Linked DNA regions of Drosophila melanogaster: region 2 is linked to region 1. A link is a contact called in public targeted proximity ligation data. All regions are on one chromosome and are shown on one strand. The core of a region is the stretch at or near the end of the contact, and the rest is flanking DNA. Distances in the headings are between cores, read along the strand shown.

Region 1 (5,174 bases), core at 960-3,459:
GAGGATAATTTTAGCGTTTTGTTCACAGTTACTTCGCTGTTAGGCGGGATTTCCGCTATTAAAGCCGCCCTGTGGCTTTTACTAATACATATAGCCTCATACACAGCTGAGTGTAGAAAAGTAGAAATTGAACTCTAAAAATATTTGACAAAAATCACTTATAAAAAGTTAAAAACTATTAATATTTTCTATTAGTTTTCAACTCAAGTAACACCTATTTAAAGAAACTAAAATTGTACTTAACTGAAAAGTATAAAATATACATTTTTTTAAAATATATTTTTCCCCAATTTTTACTGCATATTTGAATGGCTGTTCCCTTGTTTTATAACCGCCAGATTAAACGTGCAACACTGCCAAATTTAAACGGGGCCTGGAGGGGGCACCTTTGGCTCGAGGCTCAGTTTCATTTCACTTCGGTTTCGAATGTAGCCAAAGTTTCCATTTCCACTTCGCTTGGCACTGGCCATAGATCGCTGGGGGGCGTGGGTGTATGGGTGTTTTCGGGGGAATGCGCTCCACTGCACGGATCCAAACACACAATCGCTCTCGGATGCAAATCACTTGCGAAAGGCTCGGAGACTGGGCTGGCTTGCCCCATGCAAATGAGCGCAAAATTAAATAATTAAACCAACGCCGGTCCAGCTAAATGGATGGACGTACGGACGGATGGATAGACAGACAATCATGAGTCGACTGGCCGCTGAAGTCGCAGCCTGCGAGCTGCAACTGTTGCACAAAACCGAAAACTGGCACAGCAACTTTTTCTTTGAGCCAGAGTCCGAGACGGACTTGCAGCGTTTCTTTCGCATGTGGAGCGTTAATGAATTGCCATAGCGAAGAGATGCACTGTGAAAAATTTGAGAATTTTAGGAAAAACTAGAGTTTAAAAAGCTTCGAAATCTATGTTGTTTGAGAAAATGCTTAAAAAGTTGAATGCCACGAATATTCCTTTACACACTTTACACTTTATATATAGATAATTATTTATCTATATTCTAAATGCACGTATCTTGTTTACTGTGCCTATATAGAGCGTCTATGCGAGATTTGCCACCGCATTAGGGTGCCGAGTGAACCGGATGGGAATGGTTTGGAATCGCGGCAACTCGACTTGGCAATTAAAAGCGGCCGATTGTCGCCTAAGTTGGCCAATGTCCACAATGCGGGCCGAGAAAAGTCTGGTTGCGGTGGCGATTGCAAATCATTAATATATTAACATTTAATGCTGACTGCACTCGGTGCTGGCCCACATGGGTGTCATTGAACCGGATTGATACGAAATCGCTCATACGCCCAGTGAGTCATACTCTGATTTTGCCACCCCGAAACGAAACTCTTGCTGATGTTTCGCATATAAGTGCTAAAAAAAGCTTACTTTACCTAAACAATTTCTCTCTTTTTCGTTTCAGGTTAGTAGGACAGAACGAAAAAAAAATCTACAAATTCAAAAAAAAAAAGACAACTAACTTTGACTCGGGGCGTCTTGGGTTCACTACAGGTAATTGTTTATAATTGGAATTATACAGCGATTTGCTGTGAAATTCGAGTTCAGTTTCAGTTCGGTCGAGTTCAGTTAAAGCGACAGGCAAATTGCCAGAACAGGAATACGGCAAACAACACAACAATTCTGTGCCAGTTTTTATGGCAAAGCCAAAGAAAAAGTGCCGGAAATAATTGTCTTAAGTAGTTTGAACTTTGCGCATAAAAACTAAAACGGGGCAAGAAAAGACTCACTAACAACTAAATGAATCGCTTTCAATGTTCTACAAGTCGGGCAACTCTTTTCGATGTCAGAGACATTAGTTAGCGGATTTCGAGGTCATAAAAATGATTTACAGCAAATTAAGTATTTCTCTAAAATTAAATAGTTTACCTAAGTGCCCGTACTTTCTCTCAAAAATGGACAGCAGCATTTTGTAGGATTCCCGAGAGATCTCGATCTCGATCACTTGCGAAACATTATCATACGATAATTAGAAATGAAAGTAAAATTGTGGCAAACTGTGCGTGGGGCCATGACCAGGCACAAATGAACAAAATATTCACTTCACATCTCGGATTGGCCATGATGGGGCAAAAAAGTCAGGGAAACAAAAATGTTTAAAATATAAATAAACAAATCAAATCTCAGTGGGGGGAAAACTCGAAGAGCGGTTTTTGTGTGCGGCGGCTTGAGAGCGTTCTTGAAATATCAATTCGGTGAATAGTCAATTTAGCACAGTAGCCATATACCACAGCATACGCATGTATATGTATAATATGTATCGAGTATATGTAAATACACTCAGTCGGACGGACGTACGTTCAAAGTCATAATCGATGACTCCCCAAAGTGCGGACCAACTTCGAGTCGAACTCACTTTCTAAAAATGAGTTCAGTTCAATAACAATTTGCGCTTGACAGATGAAAATATTCGGTTTGATAAATGATGCTGAGGCGCGGCGCGTATGAAAAATCACATATGTGCGAGTATATGCGCTTGAATAACTATTTTTGATATATTTTACAGCAAGACTGGGCTCTTTCAAAATTGATTGCCCACAATTAAAAGTTAAATATTGAAAATTAAAAAGCGAATGCCATGCGCTACAAAAAGCTTACTTTTTAAATTTATGATATACATATACATCATATTTTTTAATAGCTCTTTATTTTATTTGTAGCAATTATTAATGCAAACACAGCGCACGGAATATTTGCATATATTTCATATAGAAAGCGACAATTTCATTTGTTGTCCCCTAGAATCTTTCGGACTTTACGTTCCATGCATAAATCATTTCCTGCGTTTTTTTAACATACTGTTATAATTACATTTTAATTTATGCAAATATGTATATATGAAAAATTAGCAGTAGCCGCTTGTTTGTGTTTATTTTTTACGGGCTCATATTTGCTTTAACTAATGACAGCGTTTCAATATGCACAGCAAAAACCAAAAGCGAATCCTAAAAAGTTGCCTCGTTTAGCTGAGAGAGCTTAAAAAATTACAAGTCAAACAATGGAAAATGAATTTTCAAATTAATAGTAAATATGGGTAGCTCAGAAGCAGCCAGTTAAAAGTTCTTAATAATAACTGGAGTTGAACGTGAAAAAAAAAATGTAAACGCGATGCTTATTGTAAATGCTTGTTAAACATTTATTTTTTTTATTAACGCATTAATGTGTTTTGCCAAGACTTTATTTATGTCAAGTTTGATTTCCCCCTTTGTCAGCCAAGTGTTTTCCCGCTCCCATGTAAAAATGGAATCGTAAGCAGCTTCTGATTCGCTTTTCTAGCCGTCGAATATCTGTGAAGGGCCTTCAACCACTCCGCTCTGAATTATTCCACTCAAGAGGTTGTCAAATTATCGGGAACCCAGAACACACGCAAAAACCAGCACAGCCAAGTGTTAAATTTCAATCTGAGGCTTCTTCCTGTTACATGTCAAATTGTGAAAAGGAAAACTTTTGGCCAACATTTGATTGCCAAGCTGTTGTCGAATGACCTTGTGTTCTTTGAGATACAGATACAAGCACAAAGGCGAAACCCAAAGAAACACGGTCGTTTATCTTGAGTTTATCGAGTGGGAGCATCGAAGCTATAAATGTTTTTGTTTTCACTTCCGCCCGAGATTGACATCCGAGTTAAAGTTCAATTTCTTAAATGCCAAAAAAGAAACAACAAATGCAGGAAAGGTGGAACTACAATTTGAGTATCATGTTTCATAATCGAGCAACGGTTTTGTAGCTGTATCCGTCGGCCTGTCTCAACCTATAAACATATCTGTTATTTTTCGCGCACAATTACCGATGATTTTCAAAAGCAACCACAGGAGTATTGGAGCGGAGTTCATTCAAAGATATGCAATAGAGGTGCCAGCGTGAGAAGTTATCCAAATTACATGATAACTTAAATCCCTATTTTAAGAAACAAACGAAGTATATATCCAACTTCAAGAGAATATGCAAAAACATTTGTTGATTATATGTAGTCTCAAAATATAGTCATTAAGCTTCATCTATTTCAAACCAATCGAAATAAGTCGATAGGCAAAATCTAAAATTACACATCTCTAGCGTGTCCATTCTCTGCGGTGACCTGTCATTATGGATTTACGTCTCAACTCCGTCCTTCTCCCCCATTAATTGTCGTTAATGATGCAATTATGGCCTGCCAGATAGCAACAATAAGATCACTGAAATGCCAAACGAATTTGCTTAATAGAGCACAAGAAAGATATATAACCCAAAAATAGAGCAAGACAGCCCAGCCACTCGACTTGTCAATCAAAATTTGATCAATGGGTTCAGCGGAGCGGACTTTTGGATTTGCATCTGAATTGTGGGCGGATGTGAGTCTGTGGGACAAGGCTATTTGACGCCTCTAATTGAGTTTTGTAATGCAAATCACTTTCGGTTTTTTCCGTTTCTCCATTGAAACTAATAGTTGGGACCTCGGTGCGTATACGTATGCGTCAGACGGACAGAGGAAACTCAATCAATCTGAATTGTGAAGCCGGGAAATAGGGTTAATATAATAATTACACATCTTACTGATTACTTACTATGGAGAGGGATATTCAATATAATATGTGAGTTGTAGGAGGTCGTTTATAAATGCGGCAATTTACATGTTTTTTTTTTAGACTTTTAAAAAGCTTTGCATTTTTTCTTAAGTGAATTCTCGTCGGGCTCTGGACTTTACTGAAATAAAGAAACAAAATATTTTGGTTTGCTGTAATAAGTTTAAAATTTAAAATTATAAAATATTTCGATTGGTTGCACTTTTTAAGTTCCCTTTGCAAAAAGTTTCCTACATATAAATTATACTGACTTTCAGACTGGATTCCAAAAAATCGGCTCGAACCAGTTCTGAGTCATCGGAGCAACCGGCTTTTGGCAAATATTTGTATGGCTAGGCTGCACGCGTCGCTCGGTTTAATTGCCGCCGACTAAAAAATGCAAAAATTTAAATTTTTTAATTTACATTACTCCCTTTCAACTCCACTTCAGCCCGGTGCGATTTTCTGTGCGTTTTTGTTGTTTTCGCTTTCAGCTTTGTCTCGCTTAATGTGCTGTTTTTTAAGATTTATTTAAATGCATTAAACTTTAGAGGTCAACTTCCTTTCACCGACGACGCTGACGACGACGTGTTGGCGGATCGAACACGAGACGAGATAACGGCTCA
Region 2 (5,174 bases), core at 1,354-3,853, 460 kb after region 1:
TACATTGATCCCTTTTTTTACATAACATTTATTAAGAAAGTAACAAAAAATACATCCAAACTTTATAAAATGCATCTTTAACAACACAAAACCATATATACATACATATGTACATATGTATGGCCCACTTTACTGATCATTCACTGTGCATATAAGTAGTTTTTAACAAGTGGTTTTCTTTTGCTTTTTGGCACCGTGAGAAAAAAATTCAGAACTGCGGCTGTCTGGCATCCACTGTCTTCTATTAGCCCGGACCCGAATTTTTCACCACCCCCAACTCAAAAGTCACCAGCTGATGAGCTGGTCATCAATTTCTGTCTCTCTCTCATTTTTTGGCGGCTTTTGGGCCGAATTTTGTTTGTTTGCTCGTAAAAATAAATCATCGACCGTGGAGGAAACACGAGCGATGAGTGAAAAACTATTAAATTGGCACCATCGCACCACGAAAAACATAAAAAAAATTATTATCATGACCACCTGTCTGCCTTGAATCACTCATTTTCCACAATTTATTATAGAGCTACAACTTTAGAGTGGTTCGAAAAGACAAATAAAAATGGTAAAAATGAGTGTCGAGTTGAAGGAATCCCCTTGTTCGCCTTAAACTTTTGGCTAACCCACTTTTTATAATAATGAAAAATTTAACATTGTTTTGAACTCACGAAGTTTTAGACAAAAACCTGTTTATAGATGGGATGTTCGTTCATACTGGAATTGCCCATAACTCACCGCAAATGAATCTTTGACTTTTTGAGAATGCTTCTACTGATTGATTGACAATTACTTAATTGATAAATTGGAAAAGAATACAGGGGAGGAATTCCCATGGAGGTAATTGCATTTGACCGGATCTGTTGTGTTCTAGGAAAGCTGTAAATGTCATATGCTTACATATTTACATATGAATAAAATTAATGAAAGATTTCTAAGTTTGGTTTTAAATTCAATACAATAGTTTCCAAATTTCATAAAGCATTACCCAATTCACCTCCATCCATGAATCATCAATGTAATATTTCTTCTTTTCATTCAAATTTATGATCTGAACGTCTAACAAAGCATCAAATCAGGCAAAAAGTATTCGATAAAGATATGCAAAAGACGACAATGAGACAAAAGAAACGAGTTACAGAAAGCAATTTCAATGGAGAATAGCAATTTTATGGCTTACATTTTATTCGCGTTAAGAAGGGGGAGTGCGAATATCAGCTGATAAAAAGCAAAATGCGTTGGCAAAAAAGAAAATCGTGTATGTGGGTTAAGAAGAATGGATGAGAGGCTGAGGGATTCATGGAAGATGAGGGAACAACCGTGATAATAGCAAAACAAACGAAACAGAGAGAGAAACAATATTATAGAGCGAGAGGGCGATAGCCGTGGGGAATTTTCAATTGAAAACGAACGCGTATAAATGCGCCCATATGGAAAAGGCACCCACACACTCATCCGTGTGTGTGTGTGTGTTGAGGAAAATTGCGACTTTGCCTGCCTTTTTATCGGCTTGCGGCATCTCCCCTCCTACTCTTCCGCCCCTCCTGCATTTTCATGCTGGTTGCTCAAAGTCTCGCAGTCGACGTCAACGTCAACGTACATAGAAGCAGCGGGGTGTGAATGCGGCAAAAAAATACACTCATATGGGATAGGTACGCACAGCTGCGGGCACATTAGTAGAATATCAGATTACATGACACGAGTGTCAAACATAGGAGGCAATCAACGTGAATTATGCAAGGAATGTAACTTATGAAAAACCATTATTATTCGAGTTACAGCTGTTAATATCAAATACATTTTCAGTAATACTCTTTGTTTAGAGTACTAATGTGATGACCGCAATTGTTAATATTAAATACATTATCAACGGCGTCGCGATTACAGTAATAGCAGCGACGCCGGCAGAAGCATCCTCCCTCTATATCTATCTCCCTCTAGCCAGTGACGCAGGCAGCATCTTCTGTGCTGCTGCTTCTTCTTCTTCTTCTAGTTCTAATAGCATTTACTGTTTGTTCAACTGTTATGCGAGTTGGACTCCAAGTTATATTTTTTCTGCCTTTTTTTGTTGTTATTGGACTGTTGCTCTCGTGCGTTTCTAGTTTTCCATGGGTCCAACTTTTACTGCCATCCTTTACCTCCCATTCTCCGCTTCCCATCACCGATTCCCCTTGCCATTTACATTGACATTGCTATTCTCTTATTTTATCGCATCATGTTTGATTATACACTGTAATAAATTAATGGTTCAAGCAAAATTATTATATGTGCGTATACATTTTCAGAACAAAACGTTAGTTGTGTGATTTCTAAGCAATTGTTAATTTATTTATACTCTTTTAGCCAATGAATCTATTCTTCTCAGTGTATTTCTATAGGGTGCATTTACTTCTTCTGGCTCGTTTCATTCCATTTTCATTAACATTCGTTTGCAGGTCGTCAAGAAATTAAATGCTCATTATTTGGCCTTTTTCCCAACCATTCTTATTGTTTCCTCCTCGCATTTATGGTTTATTCATCATGCACGTTCGTTTTTCTTATCAGTCCAACTACTTTTGGGCTCTCTCTTACTGACTCCCTTTCCTCTTTCACTATCTTCTCGCCATCGACGTAGACATCTGCGCTGGCATCGACGTTGGCCACGGCAGAGACGTCAGCAGCATCAACGAGCCACCACTTTGCGGCACTTTTGTCGCTGACTGACCGATTGACGATTGACCATCCAAAACGGACTAAACACTAAGCCCCAAACAGTCCACACCCACTCAAATCACCACCCCTCGTTCCACAGAAAACACAACACGCACTAAAACACGCAAATAGCGGTGGTAAAAATAATGGTACATTCATATAAATACATATGTATGTATGTAACAACTATAAACAAGTTACAATTACTGGCCATAATATAGCTAAATTAGTCGCCTTTTGGCATGTGAAAACAATATGTTGATTAAAAAGGATCGCCAATGCAAATGCCTCTTTGAGTATGTTTCAAGATAAATACCCGCACCACGAATAATGGAATTAGTGATATATGGGTATATCACATAAACATATGGTGAAATATGTATATGAACTATTACCGATATCTTAGCATATATTGGGTTCTTTTGATATGCATAGGGGAACATTATGACAGCAGATAATGTTTTCAGTGGAACTGATCTCAAAGCGATTAGTATTTATCCTAGCTTGAGAAAATATTTTTACTTTTTTAATTTAGTTTTAGTGGCTAGCACTATTAACGTGACCTCCGCTGTGTTGGGCAAACATTTTTATTGCATGTCGCCTATCAATCGCTGGCAATTGTTGTTGTCAACGTCGCAGCAGCAGCGCAAAAATAATCGCAGCAGGAAATAAATAGAAATGTGTATCGAAATAAATAAGTAAACATGTGCGAAAAAAAATTGGAGTTCGGAATGGGGCATCAAGGATGGGAAAAGAGAGACTGTGTGTAGGCTGGTGGAAGTGCACGATAAAAGCTTTAACGTTAATGACCAAGCTCGTATTTGCGAAGCCATATTTATCAGCACACACTCTTCTTTTTCCCCATCAATTGGGGATTCTCTACATTCACTGTGGGGCAGATGGAACAAATATGAATCAAATATTCTTTGATATTGTAAGTAAAACATGTGCCGGAAATTCCACATAATTTATAATTTATTATACATTAAAGGTCGTTAATACAATTGGCTCGTTTTCCAAATAAGCAAATTCTGAATTTCGAACAATTTTTTGATCAATTTATTTTTGAATCAATTCGTATGGGTTTTGGAAAATGTTTTTCAACCGGGGGTCCTATTTCAAAAAGGGAGAGATTTTTCACGCCTCAAAAACTTAGTCACTTTTGATTAAAAGACGTCATTGTTATTACCAATCGTCAAAAAATAAACATTTTCTTTTGTGCCAAGGAAAATCGGTTAATTTCAAGTTACTAAGTAAATATGTATGAGCAACAGGTAAGTTTTTGGTGGGCGTCTCTTATCGATTATGGATTTCTGTTTGTGTTCGGTTTATTTTTAGGAAATATGTGATAAGAGCGAACTTTAGATAAACATGCCGAGGGTAAACAGATTTACCGCCATTAATGGGAAATTACGGAGCAAATTGTAGGCGTTGACAATGAGAAGATAAAATACGAAAAAGGGGTTGGCGGAATCATGAAATAAAGTTGATTTTAGCCTTGACTTCAGTTCAGCTGACTTTGTGAACTTTGAATTTGCCAGGACAATCCTGCGGTAATACTTGGCCATTAAGCAGGCAATCCGAAGGGCTTTTCCAGCTGGCTTTTCACAAAAGCCCCTGCCCTTCTACACCAACCCCTCACATCTCTCACAAAAGCACTAAGCCACCTTAAGACGGAGCCGAGCAGGAATGTATCCATCATAATCTCATTATCCCGACTCTAGGCGAACATTTTCCAGCGCAAAAAAATGGAAAGAAACTCTTGGCAAGTCACGGCAAAATATGCAAAGCAGAAAATTCGGCATAGCTGAAATGAGAACATTGGCGTACTCCTCAGTTTTAAAGCAAGCCATCCATCCACAAATTCCATTTCATAATCCCTCTTAGAATCTCCTTGGTACCACGCCCACAAATGTCAGAGGGGGCTGGTGCGTGGGTAAGTGTGTGTGTGTGTCAGTGATGTTCAAGTGCAAAATGTGAATAAAATACCTGAATTGCTAAGAAATAAGCGGAATTGCATTAAGTGCATCCGCTGCAGTGGGGTAAACCCCCCACAAAAAGGGGGCTAAAAGCCACTGAAATGTGAGGAAATCCGAGGATTTAAGCTGCTTGGTGTGGCCAGCAATTTCAAGGATATGCAGGAGATGGAAATTAGTTTAGTTATGCAGCGATGGCAGAGGATTTGCACTGCAAGGTTAGAATAACGAACAAGAAAGCAGTGCTTAGTCTTTTCTAGAAATCAATGAATTTGAGAAACACGTATAAAAACAGCTGTCTAAAATAATATTATTTTTAGACCTTTAAGTGCACTTTGCTCCGACTTTTGACTAAATTCACCACGTTTACGAGGTCATTGTTTCTCGCAGCTCCTCGTGTGCTTGTGACATCCTGTTGGATGCGTGTGTGTGTGTGTGTGTGCGTTTTGTGTCTCTGTATGCGTGTTGTCCATTTTAATGACAAACATAACCATGAAAACATGAGCATTAATGGAC

Evidence for each region.
Region 2: a targeted proximity ligation map of the Kc167 cell line shows a contact between it and region 1, with 3 times the contacts expected there. A contact is called at or near these places in 2 of 107 Hi-C or Micro-C datasets (both in the S2 cell line) and 1 of 7 datasets of targeted methods (the Kc167 cell line).

The regions. Positions count from the first base shown.
Region 1 is chr3L:4,721,147-4,726,320 of dm6, forward strand. All of the region lies in intron 2 of RhoGEF64C (Rho guanine nucleotide exchange factor at 64C), which reads left to right. Among named protein-coding and RNA genes, the nearest start is that of CG13712, 14 kb to the left of the region's middle.
Region 2 is chr3L:5,185,433-5,190,606 of dm6, forward strand. All of the region lies in intron 4 of shep (alan shepard), which reads right to left. Among named protein-coding and RNA genes, the nearest start is that of Srp54k, 35 kb to the left of the region's middle.